2 separate regions of the Hordeum vulgare genome follow, and region 1 is linked to region 2. A link is a contact called in public Hi-C data. All regions are on one chromosome and are shown on one strand. Each heading gives the region's core, a stretch centred on a gene start, on an enhancer-like site or on the middle of the called end of the contact. The rest is flanking DNA. Distances are from core to core; before and after follow the strand shown.

What was found. Hi-C and Micro-C count contacts between places; a contact is called where the count stands out from the background.
Region 1: a Hi-C map of seedling shows a contact between it and region 2, with 2.9 times the contacts expected there. The contact joins the enhancer-like site here to the promoter of LOC123447556 in region 2. A contact is called at or near these places in 3 of 6 Hi-C or Micro-C datasets (leaf and seedling).

The regions. Positions count from the first base shown.
Region 1 is chr4H:606,002,436-606,007,743 of MorexV3_pseudomolecules_assembly, forward strand. No RefSeq gene overlaps it. Among protein-coding and RNA genes, the nearest start is that of LOC123450923, 70 kb to the left of the region's middle. Within about 2 kb of position 3,051, at least 2 of the 3 cell types and tissues checked have open chromatin away from gene starts, as enhancers often do. A contact at or near this core is called in seedling, where this site is marked.
Region 2 is chr4H:605,871,581-605,876,544 of MorexV3_pseudomolecules_assembly, forward strand. LOC123447556 (flavin-containing monooxygenase FMO GS-OX-like 8) reads left to right here and starts at 2,948. Exons shown (of 1, transcript XM_045124161.1): 1 at 2,948-4,633. The coding sequence starts at 3,022. The coding sequence ends at 4,491.

The DNA.
Region 1 (5,308 bases), core at 1,801-4,300, 130 kb after region 2:
ACTGCTTTCACGAGCTCCTGCAGCTGCCTATCATACCATCTCTTCCTTGTTGATGCTGCATCATGACCTACCTTCACAGATCTCTTTGCACAGGTCCATGCTATTCCCGTCCCAATCCGACTAGAAATGGGGCTATCAATGAAAGAACGATGCATTAAAATATCAGGTGGTGGAAGAAAAGCACATTTCAAATCGTCTTGGTGAGGAACATTAAGTCAAGGGAGAGGAGAAAACAAGATATGTAGTGGCAGTTATTAGTGTCACCATGACTTAAGCTGTAGTTTAAGTATACATTTGTTCTAATTTGTGAACTAGCAAGGGCTAATGTACCTTGTGATGTTATGCACTAAGAAGTGCTAATGTAACTTGTGATCTTTTGAACAATGAAGTGTGAATATACTTTGCAATGAAAAAAATGGGTGATGAAACTTTCCCAGTAAACTCTGTGTAATATTCTCGATTTTCAGGAATTGTTTGAAAATTTGCTGGATACTTTGATTGTTTGGTCAAATATTGACCAAAGTTACACTGAAATTTATTATTTTGGATTTTCCAAATATCCATTGGCCTAAACTGGCTCAAGATCTCCCAGAATACTCATCATAATATTTTTATTTCCATGAATAGTTTTAAAATTTTCTGGATACTTTGATTTTGTTCATTAAATTTGACCAAAATTGCAGTGAAAATGATATTGCAGATTTTCCTAATATCCATTCGAACGTATAAAAATGTCCGTGAAATTATGACAATGTTTGTAGTATGTAAAAAACGTTTCTGTAGTTTATAAAAATGTTTTTTCCATTAAGAACGTATACAACTTGTAGTTCAAAAATGTCACCGTATAATAAGAAAAGTTTACCAAACATGTACTAAAAAATAGAAAACATGTATTGGAAAAATGCCCAGTGTGCATCCGTAAAATGTTTCTTGTGTGCTCTGAAAATTTACATTGTGTGCCGGGAAAAAAATAAAATATGTTAAAAAACCAATAAAAGAAGACAAAGAAGAAATAAAAAAAGCAAAAATAAAACTGAAGAAAACAAAGAAAACTAAAAAAATGGACCAAGAACAGAACCGTGCAAAGAAAGAAAGAACAATAAAAAAATTGAGAACACGAAGAAAACCAAAGTATAATGAAGGAAAAAAGAAAACTAAAAAAGGTTTAAATACAAATAAAAACCCAAGAAAAAATATAAAGAAAACACAAAAAGGTAAAAATGAAGATAGCCGGTCTTGAGGGACCTACAAGGACCGAAAAGACTACTTGACGCTCTTTGCATCAAATAGTCTGCCAAACGCACAGGGGCGCAACCAACTGGGCCGTCCCATCTCCCTGTGCAAGCAATTTCGGTTTTGCTCTTTTCTTTGTCCTTTTTCCTGTTTCGTTTTTTCGTTTAATTCTTTTTTCTGTTTCTGTTTCTTTCCTTTTTCTTTTATTCTATGCTTATTATTTTTAAAGTAAGTTCACGTTTGAAAACGTTTCTTGACATTCATAAAATATTCTTGCTTTAATAAAATGTTGTAGATTATAAATAATTGTAGTTTTTCAGAAACATTTATAGATTCCAAAACTATTTGGAATTTGTACAAAATGTTCAACATTTTCAAGAAAATGTTCGCTAATTTGAAAAAAATATGATTGCTTCGGTATTCGTTATTCCCTTCACTTTAGTTCCCTCTTTGCTTTTTCTATTTTTTTTGTTTGAAATTTTCTAATATTTGTTGAATTTCAAAAAAATTTCTCGTGTTCAAAACTTTGTTCACCAATTATATTGAAGTGTTTGTGTTTCAAAAAATCTTCCTGCTTCCAAAATGTGTTTATATTTTAAAAAAAATCGTGTTTCAAAAATTGTTCTCGTAGTCAGAAAATGCATGATATTTCAAAAAATGTTCCCCTTTTCATAAATTGGTCACTGTTTATGAAAAATATTCTTGTTTTCACATTTAAAAAAAATGTTCCTGTTTTACGTAAAATGTTTCTCTTTTTTCAAAATTTGTTTACAAATTGAAAACTTGTTCAAATTTTGTTCTCGGTTTCAAAATTTCTTCTTAATATTTAAAAAATGTTCATGCTTTAAGAAATTATTCGCGCTACCACATTTGTTCCGGATTTTGCAAAATTATTCTTGGTTTCAAAGCTTGTTCTCGAAATTCAAAAAATGTTTGTGCTTTAAAAATTTATTCGCGCTTCCAAATTTGTTCGGGGTTTTCAAAATCATTTTCCGTTTAAAACATTAGTTCTCAAGATTCAAAAAATGTTCGGTCTTCCAAATTTGTTCGGGGTTTTTCAAAATTGTTCTTCGTTTCAAAAAATTTCTTCCAAAATTGAAAAAATGTTCGTGCTGTAATAAATTGTTCGCGCTTCCAAATTTGTTCATGATTTTTTAAAATTGTTCCCGATTTCAAAATTTCTTCTTAAAATTCAAAAAATGTTAGTGCTTTAAGAATTTCTTAGCGCTTTCAAATTTGATCGATTTTTAAAAAAAATTGTTCTCTCCTTTTCAAAATTTTATTTTCAAGATTCAAGAGATGTTTGTGCCTTAAAGAGTTGTTCGCGTTTCCAATATTTTTCATATTTTTTGAAGTTATTCTGTATTTGAGAATTTGTTCTCAAAATTCAAAAAGTCTTCGTGCTTTCAAAATTTCTTTGCACTTTTAAATTTCTTCAGGTTTTTTCAAAATTTTGTTCTCCATATTCAAAAAAAATTCGTGCTTTAATAAATTGTCCGCGCTTCCAAATTTGTTCACGATCTTTCAAAACAAATCTACTTATTTTAGGTCTCTGATTTAAAAATGATTCATGTTTTTTAAAAAATGATTGAAAATTCAACATTTGTTAGTTTGGATAAAAAAAGAAAAAAAAGAAAAACGGAAAGAAAAACGAGTCAAAAAGGAAAAATATAAGAAGAAATGGAAAAAAGAAGCAGAAAAAAAGGAAAAAAATGAATATTATCCACTTTTTTAGACAAAAAAAAAGATGGGCCGGTCCAGTCGGCGCCCCCTTTGCGTTGGAGCGACCCGCTGCCCCAGCTAGCGGCAGGTAGAAGTTCCGACCGCTGGGAGTGACAGCGACTAACCGTGCTAACAGTGTTGGTCTGTTTTGGACTGTTGGATGAAGGTCTGATGGTGGAAAAATGAAAGTGCAGCACTTTTTTTTTCAATGTACGTAACAAATGGACACTCCCATTTTCTATACTTACACTTACCATATACAGTATATTTTCTATTTCTAAATAGATGTCACCCACTAGCTACTTTTCCTAGACATGCAACTATGCTACATGAGCAAATTATGTATGCAAGTCATAAATTACATTGCTTTTTGTATTACTCTATCATGCAAGCACCATTTATGAGTTTATTCATGTTAATCATAAGTTTTTTTTTTGCATTAGATTTTGTATTGCCAATATATGTGATTGTCGATTGCACCAAACATATGTAGTTAGCATTCACATATTTGTTAGAAATGACAATCATCTAATTGCAATCATTCTTTTCTCTTTTCATACCTTTTTTCATTTTAAAAATTACATTCCCTTTCCACTAGTTATAGATTTTATTTGTAGCAACTTTCATGCATTCTTTTAGCAAGTTTTTCGCAGCAACGCGTCGGGGCATCATCTACTATGCTTAGTTTCGAAAATTATGGGTGCATTTAGTTGAATAGCCTTGAATTGAGGTGGGAACGCCCATATTTTCGCCTTTTGCGCATGGGTAAGTTATTCAGATACAAAATCAATGCATATGTTTCTCTTTCTTCCTTTCAAGAGCAGGTTCAATTTCCAATGATACTACTCCCGGTATATGGCATGGATCCAGTTAGTTAAACCCTGATTGTAGCTAGACCGGTTTCCCGGTTCTTTTCTTTATGCATGAAATACTCTCTCCGTTTCTAAATATAAATATTCTAAAAAATTACATTACAGAGAACATGCAGGTGTGTATGGATATATTTTAAAGTGTTAATTCATTTATTTTGGTTCGTATATAGTCTGTAGTAAAATCTCTTAGAAGGCTAATATTTAAAAACGGAGGAAGTAAGATGCATGGCCGCGATCTGTGCACGTGGTGCATGACAAGATCTAGGAGATGCATGGCTGCAGTGAGCACGCCCACCTCTTTAACATATAAACACACCAACTAGATTTTTCTTTTACGAAATAACACGTCAACTAGATAGAAGGAGTGCAGTCAAAGATCACTCATACTTCGTCCGGACCAAGAACGACGAAGCTGGCCGAAAGAGCAGACCTCTGGAACCTATTATTCTCATAGTGTAAACTTGTATATATCATGAAGCAAACACGTAGTACACAAATTAGGCAACGCCGATTGAAACCGGATGCCTCCGTTCGTGATATATACCACAACTTGCTACGAAAGCCTGCATGTAATCGACCGACCGATTACGGTGGACCCGTAGTTTTGGAAGGCCCCTGGCCCTGGTGACCAGGGCCGGGGCTATGGCCGGGGGTCGTCTCCTTGTCGACCATGGACTCGACGGCAGGGAAGTCTCTCATGCCGTCGCTTCCCCCGGAGACCCTCCCGGGAACCGTGGTTGTCGCTGCGCTCCTCGCACAATGAACTACCCCCTGCATGGAGATGAAGTGCGCGACCAGGAGGAGGGCGATGGCCATGGCGACAAAGGCTGAAGCAGATGATGATTTGTTGGCCATATTGGAGGCTACACTAGTCGCTACTGGTTGGGTGTTGAAAGGGTGGAGGCATTTGTTCAGCAACTTATATAGCCGCTCGGTGAAGTGGTGATTACGGAAGCTTACTAGTTTTTGTTAGTGACGATGCAAATGGGTTTGCACATATATGCATGCAAAGCACACGATGCTTTCTTTGCATGAGACGATATATAAACATATATACTACAACTAATCAGATGTTCGATCTTATTTAACAAAGTGATGGTCCCATATTCTTGGAGCCAGAATTAGAAACCATGAGCGCGAAACGGCAAAAAAGATGTGCCTATCCGATAAATCGTGGAGACAGCACAATACGGTATCAAAGAATGCAGCATATATAGATGTGGTAATATTCTGTCCTAGGTTTCCCAGATAGATCGGTCGTGTCACTTCTACCTAACCTTCTCTTTCGAACCTTGTATTCCCCACTTCAACAATGCTCACTTTACTGTCGCAAAAAAAAAAAAAAACAATGCTCACTTTACACTTCTTTTTTGAAGAAAAATAGTGGGGCAAACCCCCACCGTACTATTTTTTATATACCACATAAAAAGAAAGTCTGTACATGCAAGCTGGCTTGAGATAAGCGAAGCTAGCCATGATTT
Region 2 (4,964 bases), core at 1,698-4,197:
GCATGCATACTGTCGTACATGAGTGAAAGTAATCAAGATAAACTAATCCAGAGGCCATTGGGGCAAAAAAAAATTGTTCGCGGTCTAGTTAGTGGTATACAATCTGGCAACCTATCATAGATAGTTGGCCTCTTCCACAAATAGTCCATTTCATCTTCTCCTCCTAATTCATATCGCTTGACTTGAATCAGCCTGATAGAAGAAGAAAAACAATTAAACAAAATCGCTTTGATTTGGATCGCCTGATAGGAGAAAAAAAGAAAAGGTAAACAAAAAAGGGAAAAAAATAAACAATCTGACAACCTATCATAGATAGTTGGCCTCTTTGACAAATAGTCCATTTCATCTTCTCCTCCTAATTCATATCGCTTGACTTGAATCAGCTTGATAGAAGAATAAAAATAATTAAACAAAAATCGCTTTGATTTGAATCAGCCTGATAGGAGAAAAGAAGAAAAGGTAAACAAAAAAGGAAAAAAATTGCCTGATTGCATCAACCTGCATTCGAACCCAGGTGTCCTGGGAACAAGGGACACGCTCTCGCCAGTATGCCAGGACAAGGGACGCGCTCTCGCCAGTATGCTAGCTTAGCTTTGTTGCCAAAACAGCGCTTCAACCTCTTATAAACCAGTACAGGACGGAGCGATTTGTAATAAAAAAAAAACCGTTTTCTTTTGATTATGGATGGCATAGTGGGTAATTTTGAGCAACTTTAGAGGTAATGTTTATGACGTACGACAGAAGCATTGTTTGCTTTATTAGTATAGGAAAATGGCCCGTGCGTTGCAACGGAAGAAAAAAAAAATAATCTTCAATGATGATGACCACATTATATTCACACATCATCACTTGATTTTGAAATTTTGTGCACAAATGCAAGAAAATATTTCTTTTTTAAAATTTATTCACAAGTTAAAGCAATCTTTACATTTTCAAAAAAAATCATGGTTGTCAAAAATCTTGGTAACTCAAAGAATTATTCTTAATTTCAAGATTTTTTTTTGAAAACATACAATAATTATCCGATCCATCCAACAGTTAATTCTTCAAAAATCACACGGGTATATTTTCACAGAGACTTAGAAACATTAATGTTTAACTACACACATTAGATCTTTCATGGACGATTTTACAAATATGAGAACAATTTTCAAATCGAGAACATTTTTTACAATTTACAAACATTTACTAAAAATCATGAATATTTTTATATTTCGAACGGGTTTAAATATTTTCTTTTAAATTGGCGACCAATTCTAGAAAAGGCGAACATAATTTTAGATGTTGGAGTATTTACTTTAAATTCACAAACATTTTTGAAACGCATGAAGTTTTTTTGAATAAACAAACATTTTTATAAGTCAGTAATGTATTTATTAAATTCACGGACATTGTTTTGAAATTTGCAAAAATGTAATATAAAAATCCGGTGCCTTTTTCGAATCCACAAACATTTTATGTTTTCGTCAACATTTTAATTCAAAATTCCTATTTTCAATATGCAAATGCTTTTGTAATTCTAAATTATTTAAATTAGAAGTAAACAAAAATGGAACGGAAAAATTTAAATAAAAAAAGAAACTATCAAAACAGGCATTATCTATTTTTAAAATTTTAGGACATTTTTGAAATGCATTAACATATTTTGAATTGACATTAACAAATGCATTAATAATTTTTAATACATGGAGTTTGATTTGAAATCATGGACTTTTCTTATCTTACAAACATTTTTTCAAACTTGCAAACATTTTATTGCATATGCGAGCATTTTTTACAAAAACTCCGAGCAGTTTTTGAAGTCACAAACATTTGATTTATTAAAATTTGTTGATTTAGAATTTTCAGTTTATTAAAAGTTTAAAGGTTATTTGAAGGTCTAAATTACTTAAAATAGAAAAATAAAATGAAACTGAAGATAAATAAATAAACGGAACTAAAAAAACTGGCGCATGTGCATGGGCCGGCCCATACGGTGTGCTGGATATTCTTGCAGGGTGCAGAGCGTAATATAGGAGGCTTTTACATGGGCCGGGCCAGTCCGAGATTTTTCGCTTTGTGAAACGTTTTCTATTACATAGCGGTGGCATGGTGGGTAATTTATGCAAACTTCAGAGGCAATTTTCATGACGTACCACAGAAGCAATATGTGCTTTATTAATAGTAAAAATAAAGAGGTAGATATTGAGGGATCGTTACCTGTTGAATTACAAGAAACTTCTGGAAAAAAAAAAGAATCATTTTTCTATTTACCGGTGGCATTGCGGTAGTTCATGCGAATTTTAGGGGCAAATTCTATTGTTATTACGTAAAGACTTGCAAATCCTGTTCATTAAACACTCGTAAATGTGTCCGCGCGTAATGACTGATCAAACCTCACATTTGATGTTACCCATTCAAATACCACATATTTTATCCTTTAAATTCATGCAAAGCACCTAAATTGTTTCCTACTCCCTTCGTTCCTAAATATAAGTCTTTCTACAGGTTCAACTAATGGACTACATAGGATGTATATAGACATATTTTAGAGTATAGATTCATTCATTTTGCTTTGTATGTAGACACCTAATAAAATATCTTAAAAGACTTATATTTGGGCACGGAGGGGTAAGTACGCACATTTGATGTTACCCATTCAAATACCACATATTTTAGGGGCGTCTGTCCGGCTGTTCTAGATGCTCTGATCACGCTGACGTCGGCGTGCAAACAAGAGCCACGGCCAAGGACATGATCGACCAGGTTATTTTTTTAACGAAACGCTGCAGGACCAACTTGTTTTCCATCCATACAAATAAATCTTGCAATTTTATCCTTTTGTTTGTGCGACGAACGACTCAATTTTATTTGTTTTTCTCCTCTGGCTAACTAACACATGGGTGACAGTGGTGTCCAATAATAAAATAAAAATATACATGGATGACAGTCATCGTGGTGTGTTAGCAATCATATTATCGACCCACCAAGGTGACAGAGGAAAGCAGAGCGTCAACCGTCGACCAACCGATCGGCGTCGGCATGGCTGCTGGAGACGGCGAGCCGGCGCTGCAGTCCAAGAGCGTGTGCGTGGTTGGAGGCGGCGTGGCCGGCCTGGCAGCGGCGCGCGAGCTGCGGCGGGAGGGCCACGCCGTCACCGTCATGGAGCAGAGCGGCGACGTCGGCGGGCAGTGGCTGTACGACCCGCTGACCGACGGCGAGGACCCGCTCGGCGCCGCAGCGCCGGTGCGCGTGCCCAGCAGCATCTACGCGTGCCTCCGCCTCATCAGCCCGCGGGAGGCAATGGGCTTCTCCGACTTCCAGTTCCTGCCCAGGGAAGGCGCCGGCCGCGACCCACGCCGCTTCCCCGCCCACCGCGAGCTGCACTGCTACCTCCGGGACTTCTGCGACGCCTTCGGCCTCATGGACGTCGTCAGGCTCAACACCCGGGTCCTGCACGTCGCCCCGGCGACGACGGCGACGCGTCAGTGGACGGTCAGGTCCGTGCGGCTCCTCGGCAGCACCGAGGACGATGAGTCGCGGGAGAAGGAGGAGGTGTTCGACGCGGTCGTGGTGGCCAACGGCCACCACTCGCAGCCGATGCTCCCGACCGACATCCAGGGCATGGGTGAGTGGACGCGCCGGCAGCTGCACAGCCACTCGTACAGGACGCCGGAGCCGTTCCGCGGCGAGGCGGTGGTGGTGGCCGGGTGCGGGGACAGCGGCAAGGACATCGCGCTGGACCTCTGCCGCGTGGCCAGGGAGGTGCACCTCGCCGCGAGCTCCGAGGCCACGGCCGCCACGCCGGACGTGTCGAGGATGCTGGCCAACCACGGCGACGTGCTGCGCCTGCACACGCGGATCCGCCGGCTGCACGCCGACGGGCGCGTGGAGTTCGCGGACGGCTCCTCCGTCGTGGCCGACACGGTCATCTACTGCACGGGGTACACCTACTCGTTCCCGTTCCTGGACACGGGCGGCGCGGTGACCGTCGACAGCGACGGCTACGTCGTCGGCCCGCTGTTCGAGCACGTGTTCCCGCCGTCGCTCTCCTTCGTGGGGGTGGTGAGGAAGGTCCTCATCCCGTGGTTCTTCGAGGTGCAGGCGCGGTGGGTGGCGCAGGTGCTGTCCGGCCGTAAAACGCTGCCGGCGGAGGAGGAGATGGTGCGGTCCGTGGAGGAGCACCTCCGCGCGAGGGAGGCCGCCGGCGTGCCGTGGAAGCACACCCACAACATCGGCGGCATCGACCCTCAGAAGATGTACGAGCTCGGGGAGAAGTACTCCGACTTGGCGCCGGTGGAGGAGTGGAAGAAGGAGCTGGTCATGTCCAGCATCGCCAGCAAGATGGCCGACGTGGAGACCTTCCGCGACCGCGCCGACGACAGCGAGAACGTGCGGAAGGGCGTGCAGGCATGGCTCGACTTGAAGCTGGCTGCTCAACCTCGAGCAAAATCCATGTCGACTGTTGCCGATGACGTTGAAGCTGATGCGCGGGCCATGCCCCATGCGTAATAAACCTCATGTCTCTAAATTAATACATTACCAAATAATAATTGTATTACCAAGAGATTTGTGGTGCAAATAATTATATTATCTATATAAATATATAAATGTACGCACTTTGGTTACATGCATTATTGGATAAATTCATATACCTACGGATGGAGATAGTTCTAGGCATTTTCTTTTCTACTGTTAGTGACATGCGTTTTTGCTCCGCTTACATCATGTTATACAAGTCGCCTTAGATGTTGAGAATTTTTGGAACATAACTCCGTCCTTCATTTTCTATATGAATGTTTGTACAAAGTTATATATCATGATAAGACTAAATAAATAATCCATGACTAGTAAAATTATACCATTTGTAGTTGACTAATCTACTTTCATGCACTAATTGCGAAATGCCAATGTTAGCGAAGTTTGAGTGCACTCATTCTTCTCAATCGACACGTCTATGATTCAATATTAATATCTAATTGGAC